Regions from separate parts of the Anser cygnoides genome. Here region 2 is linked to region 1. The links are chromatin contacts, called in public Hi-C maps. All regions are on one chromosome and are shown on one strand. Each heading gives the region's core, a stretch centred on a gene start, on an enhancer-like site or on the middle of the called end of the contact. The rest is flanking DNA. Distances are from core to core; before and after follow the strand shown. Region 1 overlaps RAB2A (RAB2A, member RAS oncogene family). Region 2 has its middle 120 kb from the start of CLVS1.

Region 1 (6,212 bases), core at 1,343-3,842:
TAAAGTGACATAAGATGTAATTTGACTAGAGCTTTGAGAACAGTAGAATTTCTTGTATGTGAAAGGTGTGTGTTTTTTTAATTTTATTTGGTTTGTCTTAAGTTGTATCAAAACCAGGATTCTTTCAGGTTCATGGAAATCAAAGCTCTGTGACCCTTCAGCTGTGTGAAGTTAGGCTCTTCAGCCATTTTCTCCCATGAGAAAGTAGAGGTGTCAGTTCATCTGTAGGAGAGAGAAGGGGCAGGACACCTGACTTCAGTGAAGATTCACAACTTTTATCTCCTTGTGGGAAGTCCTTGGGCAGCGCCCCAACTGTGCTGCAAGGAACAGTGACTCTGCCATGGTTCTTGGGACTTCTGGGCATCCTGAGGTGTAATCATAATAAAATTCTCAGTTAAGGGTTCCAGGCTCTCAATAACAGCATGAAAAGTATCATATGGCTGTCTGCCTGAGCCATAGATTTTGCTCTATAAGTAGTTCCTTAGTTACGTGTTTATCGTTTTCTCAGGTGCTCCATCTCTTGTAACTGTTCAGCAGCAGCTGCAGTACTTCTTGAGAAGCTTCAAGCTAGTAATGTGCTTCTTTCCAATAAGCTTGTCAAAGACAGCACAAGCCAATTGCTGTCAAGTTCTGTTTTGGGCCTGTGCGCCTTTCCTTTAAATGTAGAGCCACAAATGTGTAAGGGCACTTCTTGGGGTGTGGGTTCGTTATATAGCACTTCCCTGCTGCTTAATAACTAACCCCTCTGAAAGCCCTTCGGTGACCTGGGTTTCTTTCTGAAGGATCATTTAATTGTAAAAAGTATTGTCTTACTGCGCATAAAACAGCTGCTCAGAGCTTTAGGATCTCCCTCCGTAAGTGACCATCCGGCACCACTTACACTCTGGGCTGTTGAATGCCCTACTGAGTAAACCCGTTTGTGGTCCGTGTCATTACTGTTTCCAAATGCATATTTTACTAGAGTCATGAACTAATCTTAACTGCTGAAGCATAGGAAATTGGGAGGAGGACAAACTTCTAGGTGTTGGCTGACCACAGAGGTGAAGGCCATGCTTCAGAATTTGAGATATGTTACAGTTAAGTGTCCTTGATTTAAGTGTAGGAAAGCGTTCGGAAATAATGAACTCAAACCAATTTGTATTTCAGAGCACTAAATTTAATATAGCCACCAGAGGGCAGCATGTTACATGAACTGGAAATGCAGATTATGATATATTTTGATTTTAAGTGAAGATGGACTTCTAAAATCTGAGTTTTGAAAAGTATTGGTGATTCATTTACAAGTTTTTGTTATGCTCAGCTTGGAGCTAAGTCATCAAATACTCATCACGGCAATAGCTGTAGTGTCTGCAAGACATTATTTGCACATTTTGTCACATCTGCCAAATCTAAATATAGTTGTTCTATAGCTTATGTTCTGGTGCCTTTAGCTTATTATTACTCCTACATACAACTTGCATATGACAGGTAACAGGAGCTTACTCCATTACTTCCTGCATTATTTTTTTTACTAGTAACAGAATTCATTCTTCCTTGTTTTGTCTCAAGGGCAGTAAACCTACGTTGTTTACTTTGATAAAATAGATGTCAAATTGCTTTTGTTTTATAGTCGGGGGTTTTAGGATTAATTTATCTTAAATGCAGCATCTGTGATTTTCGGTTGTTGTTCTTTTGGGTTTGCTTGTTTGTTTTCTGAGGTGGACATTTTGAGACTTTGTGATTTCCATAAAGCAACGTGACCTAGGAAACCCCTTATGTAAATATCTGAAGTGAAATTTTACTCAGATATTGTGACTCAAAACCCTCCTTCGTTTGCTTTGCACTAGGTGCAGGTGTGACACAACAGGCAGATCGCATCTTACAAGACTTAGTTTCCCTGTTTGCCCAGTAGTGTCATTTTCCTCAGCAGGGTGTTACCGTTATCAGTGTTGGCAAACCTAGTTATAAGGTGAACACAATAGAAAAATGTGATACTGAAAGAAATCACTAAATCACTGAACAACTTTTGTAGATTTTTTTTTTTAAGTGCTGTGGTATAGATAAATTCAGTAGTCTCAAGCATGAAAGCATCAGTATCTTGTGATTTAGGAAGATTAAAACCAGGAGTTAAACATATGTTTAACACATACATAAAAATATGTAGACATATTCCTAAAGATGCAGTGATTTCTTTAATTTTCCTCAAACGTAGCCTAGAATCTTTGTGTTTGGAAGTCTACTCATAAAAGGAAGAGAGGTTTTTGCAGACTGAGTATATTAATGTAGGAACTGTGTAGCAGGGGCTTGCCATCTTTCGGGTGACTGCATGTAAAGCCAGGCAGAACCTAGTGCTGCCTGTCTGGAGCCGGTGAGAATAAACTGGGATGGACCTGAGTTGGTCGGGGGTGGAGAGGCTTGAGTGTCTTTGTGTTGTGGTTTAACAGCAGCAGCGTTACCGGGATCTACAGGGCAACTGCAGCAGGCTTGGTAGGCAGCCAGCCTGGGTCCGTGTGGGCTTGCTGGTTGAAGTCTTGTGTTGTGTGGAAGTGGCCGAGCTGCACCTGGATCCAAGTTGGCATGTGAAGTGCTACAGCTGTGTTCTTGCAGTCCCCTGCACGTGGTCTAATAAATGCAAACTGGATTTGAGGGGAAGCAGCTCTGTCTCTTTGCATCCGTGGCTCAGTTAATCTGCAAACAGGATAAACTGCCCATAAATAATTGAGAGTTTATAGTATACTGCGTGTTCCAGATAAGAGTTAGAACATGCAGTATGAAAAGAAATTTTTAGAAGAAGCCAATTACACAGGGTTCACCTTCTTGTCCTTGCTAATTGGGGCACTAGCATACAATGCCAAAATCTGATATGATATTCTTAAAGTGACTAGAGTGCTGTTTTTAGTAAGGTTCTCAGGTGGGTATTTTCGGTCCACTTACACTTTGAGGCATAAGCTAACTTAAAATATATGGATGCAAGAAACAGATGGAAGTCTTTAGGGATGCAAGTCTCTTTTCATTGCTGAATAGTAGTAATTTTTCAGAGTCTGTACTAACTGAAGACGTATATTTTTTAGATGCTAAATTCTCGTGAAACCAGTGTTTTCAAATAGGGATTATTTATATGTGACCCAGTATAGCCTGGCACTTTGCCATGCAGAATACCTGTATGTACTGTTCTAACACTGATATTCAGTGTACCAGAGTCATGGCAGAAATTTGGTAATCAGATTATATCTTCTGTAGACAAATGAAATTGTAGAACTGAGGTGAATTGGAATATTTTGATTTTTCAGATCAAGATTTTCTCAGGAAATGTATTTAGTGTTAAAATACACCGTTTGTACTGAAGTCAGCATGCTTTTATGCTTTGTACAGTACATATGTAATAACTCTGTTGAATATGGGGTGCATTTTCACATTTTTGTGAGTATAGATGCATTCTCATGGCAATCTCTTCCTGAATGTAGCATCCAGAAGATACTTTGTACTCAGTTTGGAGTTGGTAGTCTGGCAAAATTCTAGGTGGTTGGTCTAAAGTAATTTTTATAGATGTAATTTAATTCTCATGAAATTAATTCCAAGAGCCTAAGTGTACTTAGCCAGCTCTAGTTCTAGAATTGTTAGAAGTGCCAATTGTTAAGTGCTTGTTTACATGAAGTTATCATAACACGTTTTTAAGACTTCAAGTTCTGCTTAGTGTCCTACTTAAATGGGAATGAGCAAGCATCCTCACAGATCCCAGCTGTGACTTTCCAAAGTTTTTGGCTTATACCTTTCAACAGGCCCACGTATGAGCCTGTTACAATAATTAGTGTGTTATCAGAAACCAAGATAAGTTTGAATGCTTTTTCTTGTATTGAAAACTTCAATTTCTGAGGAATTTGAATCAATTCATAGTTGGCTGCAAGCCAATTTTTCTCCTCAACTCTAACGCATGTTTGAAAAACGAACTCACTTCCTAAGTGCCTTGTGAATCTGCAATGATTAATTCTTCTCATTATTTTGCTGCAAATTCTCATGACCCTCTGTGATGATTCGATCACCCACTTAGAGTTTATGCATATTCATATCTTCCTGCTCCTGCTGCAGTCGTTCAAGTCTCCTTCACTGGCTGTGGTGTGTGCTTGGTGCAGTAATTGAGCTGCAGTAGATTGATTACTCTGGGGAGCTGTAAGGCCTTTAAAGGTGAAAACATATCAGTCCTGTTAATTAGGAAACAAAGCTCTGGTGGCAAGTTCAGCAGTCAAATGCTTCCAGTGTAGAAATGAGGAAAGGTATGATTTGTTCCTCTCCATGAACCCTGTTTACTTTTTTATATTTGAATTAGATCTGTATTTGCTGTAACGGGCTAGTGCAGAAGATAGCATATCTTGTATGATTGTGTGCTGATGGTATTTTAAAATAAAAAGAGCCATATATTTGATTATTGCTTGTAATTATTAGCTGCTGTTAATCACCTCTTAAATTATACATTGTCTTAGGCATTGTTTGACCTATGAAGTTAAACGAGAGATGAAAAATGGAATCAGTGATTGTGAACTTTAACCAAAAATATTTATTTATACCACTCACTCTTTCAGATGTAGCATCAAAAAGTCTTTTCTCAGAATTAATACAATTTGAGAAATCATAATAAAATCTGGAGTATTTCTTTTCTACCATTAAGATGTCTGTTGCCCATCATGTGCAAGATTAATTAAAGAGAATACATTCTTAAAATTAGGTGAATATTAAATGATAGCATAAGGTTTCATCCAGCAGACAGCATCCTTACATCATCATTGTAAGTACCCTGTGGTTTTATGTTGCTAAGCACTCTAATCTAGAGTGGCCTATTACAAAGATATTAAGGGTAGGGGAAACCATCTGCCACACAATCTATCCATAAGGGTCAGAAATAAATAATTTAAAAGTAATTTATATATCTTAAAAACCACTTTTTTCCCCCTGTAATTACTGGACAACAGATTGTAGAATATAGTTGTTATGAAAATGCCTCTCTATTTTTGTAAATAGCATGTGAGCCATTGCTACTTCAGGGTAGGTTGTAGGATGCTGTTGTCGTACCTGTTCCTCCTGAGGTAGGAAAGTCTTGCTGAAAAAAATATGCTAACTGGAGTTCAATCTCATGTATATCGTACACCAAACGATATCATATCCACTAGTTTACTATTGTTTTCCTCTCTGTTTTAGGCGTTTATTAACACTGCAAAGGAGATCTACGAGAAAATCCAGGAAGGAGTTTTTGACATTAATAATGAGGTAAGTTTTAGTACTCAAAACACTTTCTTCTTTTTTCTCTCTTTTTTTTATGTGCCAAATCCACCCTCCCTAGAAGTAAAATATGTCTGTTACGTTTAGATATAGAATTGTCTGCCATTGTGGTAAAAATGGATTAAAATAAGTGACCCTATCCATCCATGAAGCATCACAAAATAATATAAATCCCCAAAAGAGAAGAAAATCCACTTTCATCCACTTCTCCATATGGTGTCATCTGTTTTCAAAGATAATTTTCCACTATGTAAATGGAGGACCATGTTGATATGCCAGATGCACTCCATGAGCTGTCCAGTGTAGGGGAGGGATTGCTTTGAGAGTTACATAAAAGACTTTTGAAATGTTCCTGGTTTAGGTGGCTGGATTCTGTGGGGAATAAAAGATTAGCCATTTTGTCTATGCACATTACTGAAATTACAGATTATCAGGGCCAGCCTCTTCAGCTTGTTCTTACAAGGTGTGGGGCATGAAGCAGTGAGCACTTTTGTAAAACAAGAGTCCAGAAAGACAGACCTGTAACCTCTTAAATTTTGGAAGGATTGTGCTGTTGAAAAACTTGAGCGGCTAGGAGGTAGGTTCATGGCTGTAGAAAAAATAAACTCACATTCAGTGGTAGTAGATAGAATTATGTTAGGATAATACAAGTTCTCAGTTAATACTTACATTAGAGGTAACAGCCCATAGAACAGTTCAGCTGTGACAGGGTTAAGTGGGCAGTCGTCTCTGGTTCACAAGTTTTTTACCCCGCATCCCTAAATATTGCTGCTGAGGTGCTTAGTAAAGCCACATGGAAATGAGTACTGCCACAACTCTGGCCAGGACTGTGAGCCTGTCACTTCTCTGAAGGGCGATAGTCCTCACCGAAGTGTTCGAAGAGCAGGGAGGAAACTGGCAGGGCTCAGACTCGCCTCTTTCCACGTAACACATCTCAACATAAGAAAATGTCGACTAATAAA
Region 2 (6,252 bases), core at 2,315-4,814, 220 kb after region 1:
AAGATTTTTTTTTTCTCAACTATGTAATGTGACTCTGATGATGGTCACTCTGTATTTTTAAAGGAGACACTCTGTGTATGCTTTTTAAGACCTTTTTCGAAGGGGGACAGAGGGTTGCATATTTTTTAACTCCAAAACCCAGATGTTCTTTAACAGAGAAAAATAGAATAACATACATTAATAGCTTGGAAAACAATGGCAATATTTAATTAACCTTTAGAAATGGCTAATCTGTGAATCTGCACGTGTCAGCTCATCTTTAGAACAGAGTGACTGAGTGTGCCTTTGCCAAAATCAACATGCTTGTTCTGTGGATTTCTTCCACTGGGGATTCACATGAAGAACAAAAAAAAGGAGGAAAAAAAATAATAACTTTTTTTCAGTTGTTTGACTTGAAGCGTTCATGTGATCCAGATGACCTCGTCAGGGTTTATGGAGCCTGGTGTGCCACAGATCTAAGATCTGCATGTTCAAGGCTTGGCTCTTAGCCCTCAGTCGTTGGACCAGACAGTCCGCAGGTCTTGTGGGACCATTAAAAGCTTTGGTTTAGCAGTGGTGCTGTTACCTCTTCATCACTGACTTTCTCTGTCTCTCTCCCGTTAGCTTGGCTGCCATCAGAGCTTACCTTCAGCAGACCCTCTACCTGCCAAATCCTCTCATTTTCCAGCCCCTCAAGTAGAAATTCAGAACACAGGAGGGAAAAGGGGTTGCTGAACGTTTGGCTCCTTTCAGAGCTCCCTGTTTTCTATCTGATAGGAGTGCCCTGCTAAAATGGACTGGAATTTATCCCTCCTCCAGCTGGCTCTGAGGCTGCAAGGTGCAGGCAGATCGCAGAGTTTCTCAGCATGCAGGAGAGGTATCTGAAGCATAAGGCTCGTGGTGCATAAGGGAGGAGTGGCAAGTACACCAGAAGGTGAAGAGATGGCTGGAAGCAACACTAATGCCCCTCCATCTGGAAAGATGAGTGCTGTTTAGTACGTCTGGAAAGCATTATTTCTGCAAATAGCTCAACCTCTTTCAGCTTAGAGGCAGGGATCCCAGCCTGCTGCCAAGCTTAGATCTCCCTGATGGCAATGTGGTAGGGGAGATGGTGAACAAGTGTACTAATGGCATAAAGCAGGAAAAAACAGCATCCAATACATCAGCTTAAGGTACATCAGGCATCTGCCCTTCTCCCAGAAGGCTGCCTGTGACTTCAAATTGCATTAAGACACACTTGTGTTTTATATCACGGGATCAACCCATATGATAAAAGTTTAATTGGGTGGGTGTGAAGGGGAATTTAGAAGTCGCTCAACTGATTGTTCTCAGTGATTTAGCTTTGCAAGGGCAGTACGGGAAAGGATCAGCTCTAATCCAATAGTGCCCCTGAATTTCTGTTTGAATTGCAGCCTTGAAAAGATCCAGCTTTATGTGAAGCTCATCCGAAAACACTGAGAGGTGCGAGTTCATGTGGGTTCAGAATGAATGCCTCATGCAAGTTTGTTAAAACCTTAAGTCAAATTCAGAAACCAGAGGGGATCGCTCAGCAAACCTCATCACACCTTGGGCTTGTGTAGCAAAAGCAAAAGCATTATATATGGTTTTCTTCTAATTTTTTTTTTTTTTTTGCACAGATAGAGATGTACATGCAAGTTCCAATAAAACATTTTTCTAGCTATATGGTTAAAAAACATTCAAAGTGAGCAGTCTAAAAAATCTAACAAAACTGCCCTCCATGTGTGAATTTCAAGCAGGACAATCTCCAAACTCCTCATCAGAGTACAGCCTGTTTTCTAATGATATATGTTCATGATCAATGTGGGATGCTGTACGTGGTAATGAACAAGTTGTAATGCAGCTGACGTGTAAGGGTCTTGTGTGTATTCTCAGGGGTCGCTGTTGACCAGCCATCTGATATGTGCCAAGCTGAGATGAGAAACACTGTGCAAAGCTCAGGAACAATTTCTGGAAAACATTGCTTCTGTTTCTTTACAGCAGATTTGCACTTGCAATTTTTATTTATTTCTTTTGTTTCATTATTGTTGTTCCAAGAAATTCAATAGACATTCTCATTTGAAAACATATTTTCTAAATGTATTTTAAAACCATTGCTGTCCTGGATTGGGCTCCAGACATTTTTAGGAAAACAATCGCTTCTCAGACTGGAAAATAAAAGCATAAACCCTGTTTTTAAGCAGTTCCAGGACATCTTTGCTACTGTTGTCATGGTTTTGTACATCTTTTCACAGCCTTGTGGATATTTGCCTAAAAATTTCTTTAAGGTGTTTCATTCCATATTTGTCATCTGCAATGAATGTGAGCCTAAATCATTTGTTGAAGTTTGTGCAGCTTGAAGGACTCCCCATAACTCATACACTTAAGTGTATGGAAGACATTGCAGGTCAGGGCTGACTTTTTTTTTTCTTTTTAAGAGGCTTCACAATGAGTTTAAACATTGGTTGTAGTGATTTAAGATAACTGTATACACAAACTTGTGCATTCACTGGTAGTACTCCACAGTTTTTAACGGAAAAAATCAAAATGTAAGGAATGAATTTCTAGCAATATCATCATCAACAAAATCTTAATAAGCCCATTTTTCCTGCTTTAAAAAATGAGCTTACTTTTCTTTTGACATTCTCTAGGTGTTTTCTACAGTTTTTACCAACATTGTTTCAAAACTATTTGCTTATCATATTTATTTTTTTTTCCTAGCAAGAGTAAAAATCTCCATAAGGATTTGTTTGTTTTTGTTTTGTTTTCTGTGAAAAGTAAGAAGTCTGTGAGCGTTCTGGTAAAATATGATAGAAAATTACAAATAATAAAGAAAAATGACTGACGCATTTTGTGAAGAATTGTTTTTGGATAAAAGGGGTTCTTTTCAAGTAAAAAGGCATGTTGTGCAAAAAATTCAATTAGTTCTAGTTTCAAGATCCCTATGGGCCATATCCTGAATAGTTATTGAGACAAAGCTCCCATTGAAGTCACTGGGCATACTTCCTGATTAAAGCCTTCAGGACTAGGTCAACTGGGAGTTTTGCCTGAGTAAGCACTTCAGGATTCGAGTGTAAACACAGCCATTGGGGAATAAATGGGTTAATACAGCAGCCTAATACATTCTCTGCATTCGTAAGCTTTGCTTCATGGAAGGGACGTGGATCCCTCTTCCTCGTGAGGATGGCAGACATTTTATTTTCCTTAACCCACTACCCTTTCCAAAGCAGTGGTGTCTGGTCATAGCCTTTCCCCCCGCCCCTCTCTCTCTCGCCAGCGAGAACGAGCCCCCCCCCCCATGTCAGCAGAAAGACCAAACCACTTTTTTAATCCAGTACCAAGGGAGGAATCCCCCTGCCCCCTCCCAGCCAGCCCCATTCCCCCATCCAGGCTGAGTTAGTCATGTCTGACTTCTCCTATTCACATTATGGCTACCCTTGTTGCTTTTTGGGTTTTGTTTTGCTTCCTTACTGTTGTTGTTTTTCAGCCAAAGCTGTCATTTATCATGAGAACAAGAGCAGCCATGTGTTGATTTTTCTGGATTCCTTTTGGACAGTGTCCCAGTGCTAATGAAGGCCCTTCCAAAGTGCTAAAGAGCTGGTGCCAAAATCAGTTACAGTGAAAACAATAGGGGAGTGGTGCACAGACAGCACATCTAGTGTGTGTGTGCGTGCATGCGTGTGTGAGCGGAGGGAGCACTTACAATTGTGATTTCGGTCCCCCCTCCCTGAAGGATAATAAATTCTACTGAACTGAGGGGCTCAGATTCCCATTTGCTCAGAGGCTGAGGCACATTAGAAATAAAAGCCAGTGGAAAAATAGATGGTGGATGTTCACACATTATGTCCTGTCTGGTCTGGATAATAACACAAAAATCAATGTTGTACGTAAGCTCTGACAATGATGATGGAGCTTCTGCAAGACTTCCAGGGCCTTGAAATTCAGGGCTTTATCTCTGCTCACGAGTCATTTACCTAAAAACTTTTCTTAAGAGCTCCTGAATATTGATATATATATATTTAATACACTTTTTAAAACCCGAACTACTCTGCTCCTCAGGCTTTACAGCCTGCCACGGTTATGACGCGTGCTAAGCCTCACGGTACGAAGCAGCAGGACAGGATGGATGCACACTTTTGCTGAGGGCATGAAGGTGAGGCTGGCACATGCCACAGGCCTCCCACCACCACAGCAGCCCAAAAACCCCAGCGAGGGTCCAGCCACCAAGCTGCAGACCGCACCGATCGCTGCAACTTGGAGAATTTTCACCTCGTAGGAAGCGCGCGGTGACGGCGCTTTCCTGTTATGATTCATCTCGGAGGGATTTATGCGTTTTATGAATCAAAACACTGCGATTTCGCAGCTCGGCGAGCGCTTTTTTCCCCAGCCCAGCTTCTGGCCTTGTGCTCCATCTACCGGCTGGCAGCCCCGCAGCCACCGAGAGCAGATACCTGCCTACCTGTGCGGCCTTGGGCACGGGGAGCCGGCCACTCGTGTTGCCTTGCTGCAGCACCCGTTGTGCTTTATTAAACCCCAAGTGATTTAATCAAAGTGGTGTTTGCCCAACACATCCAGGAAGCGATACTTTCATTACCAGATGCCAATCTTTCTTGCTTGCGTTTTGGTGGTGAGCAAGCCGGTTAGCGTTCGGGGGCAGATGCAAGTGATTTGAAAAGGCCTTTCTGTGGTAATACCTACTAATATTGCTGCTAATTTTGAGTTTTGTTCCAGAATAGACAAATATCTAGGATTTCAATAGAATAGGACTCATCTGGCGAGTGATTTAATCTACAAATCAGTTCCATTTGCATTCACTATGTATATACTTCAGTAAATAAAAAATTACCGCTAATTTACAATGTTTAATTTTAGATCTTCATTTAAAACGCAGTGTTACTGTACCTACGTACTTACTTTTAACGGTTATTGTCTTTATAGACGTTGCCTTCTGCAAGATCTAGGAGATCCCAGAGATCCTTAGGCCAGAAGGCTCCATTATGCTCATCTGGTCTGACCTCTTGCATTGCACAGGGCATACAATTTCACACTGGGATTTCTTCATCTACGCAAGTTACTTGCAGCTGAGCTAAATCATAGCTTACAGAAAGACAGTCAAAATGCATACAGCCCTGTGTAGCACTCCTAAATCCATACTTCAGATTTCCTTTGAAACCTAGTACCCAATTAGAAGTTTCCATCCCTGCTCCCCCCTCACTATCAGAAGACTCCCTTATCCCCTCCTTGACTGCACTAAGCTATTTTAGATGTAACTTTTATGTATGTAGATGTTTCAGGAGAGCTCTGATTTATCAGCAGTCTCCTCTTCTTTCACCCTCTTATTCAAACATTTCAACAGAGCAACAGATGGTCCTTGCGGGCCATTTGCTGTGATTGGAATTGTACCGTCCCAAAGAAGGGCTGCTTTCTTAGAGCTAAAAGTGAGTCTAAGTTTTCTTAACCAGTAAGAATCTCAAATGATGCCTCAATCTTCCTTGCTACAAAAGAAAACACGCTTCCCAACAGTTGAAGGGTGAAATCTGCAAACTTTAAAAATCATCTCTCAGCATATAGACTATCATACCCTTATAGTCACAGAGAAGGGAGATTTTGAAGGTACAACAGAGAAAATTCCTAATTTTTGTCCCTGTAGCTTTGGATCCTGAACTTAGAATGACAGAAATGATTCATTTGAAAGTATCCCCGCTTCTCATTATTTATTGATATCATTGGCACATTTAAGCATTTGTAGGGTCTAGTTTCAATTTTGTACCATACTGATGCATCTTAGAAGAGCAGGAATTACATGAGCCAAAAGCTTTATATCTTAGTACAGAAAAGGACTGGAATAAAAAAAGCTCTCTAATAGACTTTTAATCATCTCTTTGAATTTTGCAAACCTTTCCATGTTATGGACTAACACAAAATATATCTGAGGGTCTAAGTAAAGTGTATAATTGTACATGAAATTCTTTGAATCAGCTCTTCTAGATGGGATATAATTCTGCTTGCCTACAGAACACTGTTACAATTCTGTAGACCTAAAGGTATGCAGTTGATATTCCTTATCCTCTTATTCCAGTGACCTCAGAGCCCACAGATACTTTGAAATCTGCACTCAAATTCACATTCTAGGCATTCGTAAATCCTTGGGAAATATGAGTCAGGCACCCTGATTCTTCATGGTACTTGTTCTGCATTTTTTTCGTAGTTGACCACCTAAAATGAATTGTGGGGTATAGCCATCTCCCTATGGGATGCTTAGGCCAGATGAGGTCC

The links. A called contact is a pair of places that touch in the nucleus more often than the background predicts.
Region 2: a contact with region 1 is called in a Hi-C map of liver, with 2.5 times the contacts expected there. The contact joins two enhancer-like sites. A contact is called at or near these places in 2 of 7 Hi-C or Micro-C datasets (granulosa cells and liver).

Annotation. Positions count from the first base shown.
Region 1 is chr2:124,735,074-124,741,285 of Taihu_goose_T2T_genome, forward strand. It overlaps RAB2A (RAB2A, member RAS oncogene family), which reads left to right. Exons shown (of 8, transcript XM_066993020.1): 7 at 5,170-5,238. Among named protein-coding and RNA genes, the nearest start is that of CHD7, 22 kb to the right of the region's middle. Within about 2 kb of position 2,593, at least 1 of the 3 cell types and tissues checked has open chromatin away from gene starts, as enhancers often do.
Region 2 is chr2:124,951,882-124,958,133 of Taihu_goose_T2T_genome, forward strand. No RefSeq gene overlaps it. Among named protein-coding and RNA genes, the nearest start is that of CLVS1, 120 kb to the right of the region's middle. Within about 2 kb of position 3,565, at least 1 of the 3 cell types and tissues checked has open chromatin away from gene starts, as enhancers often do.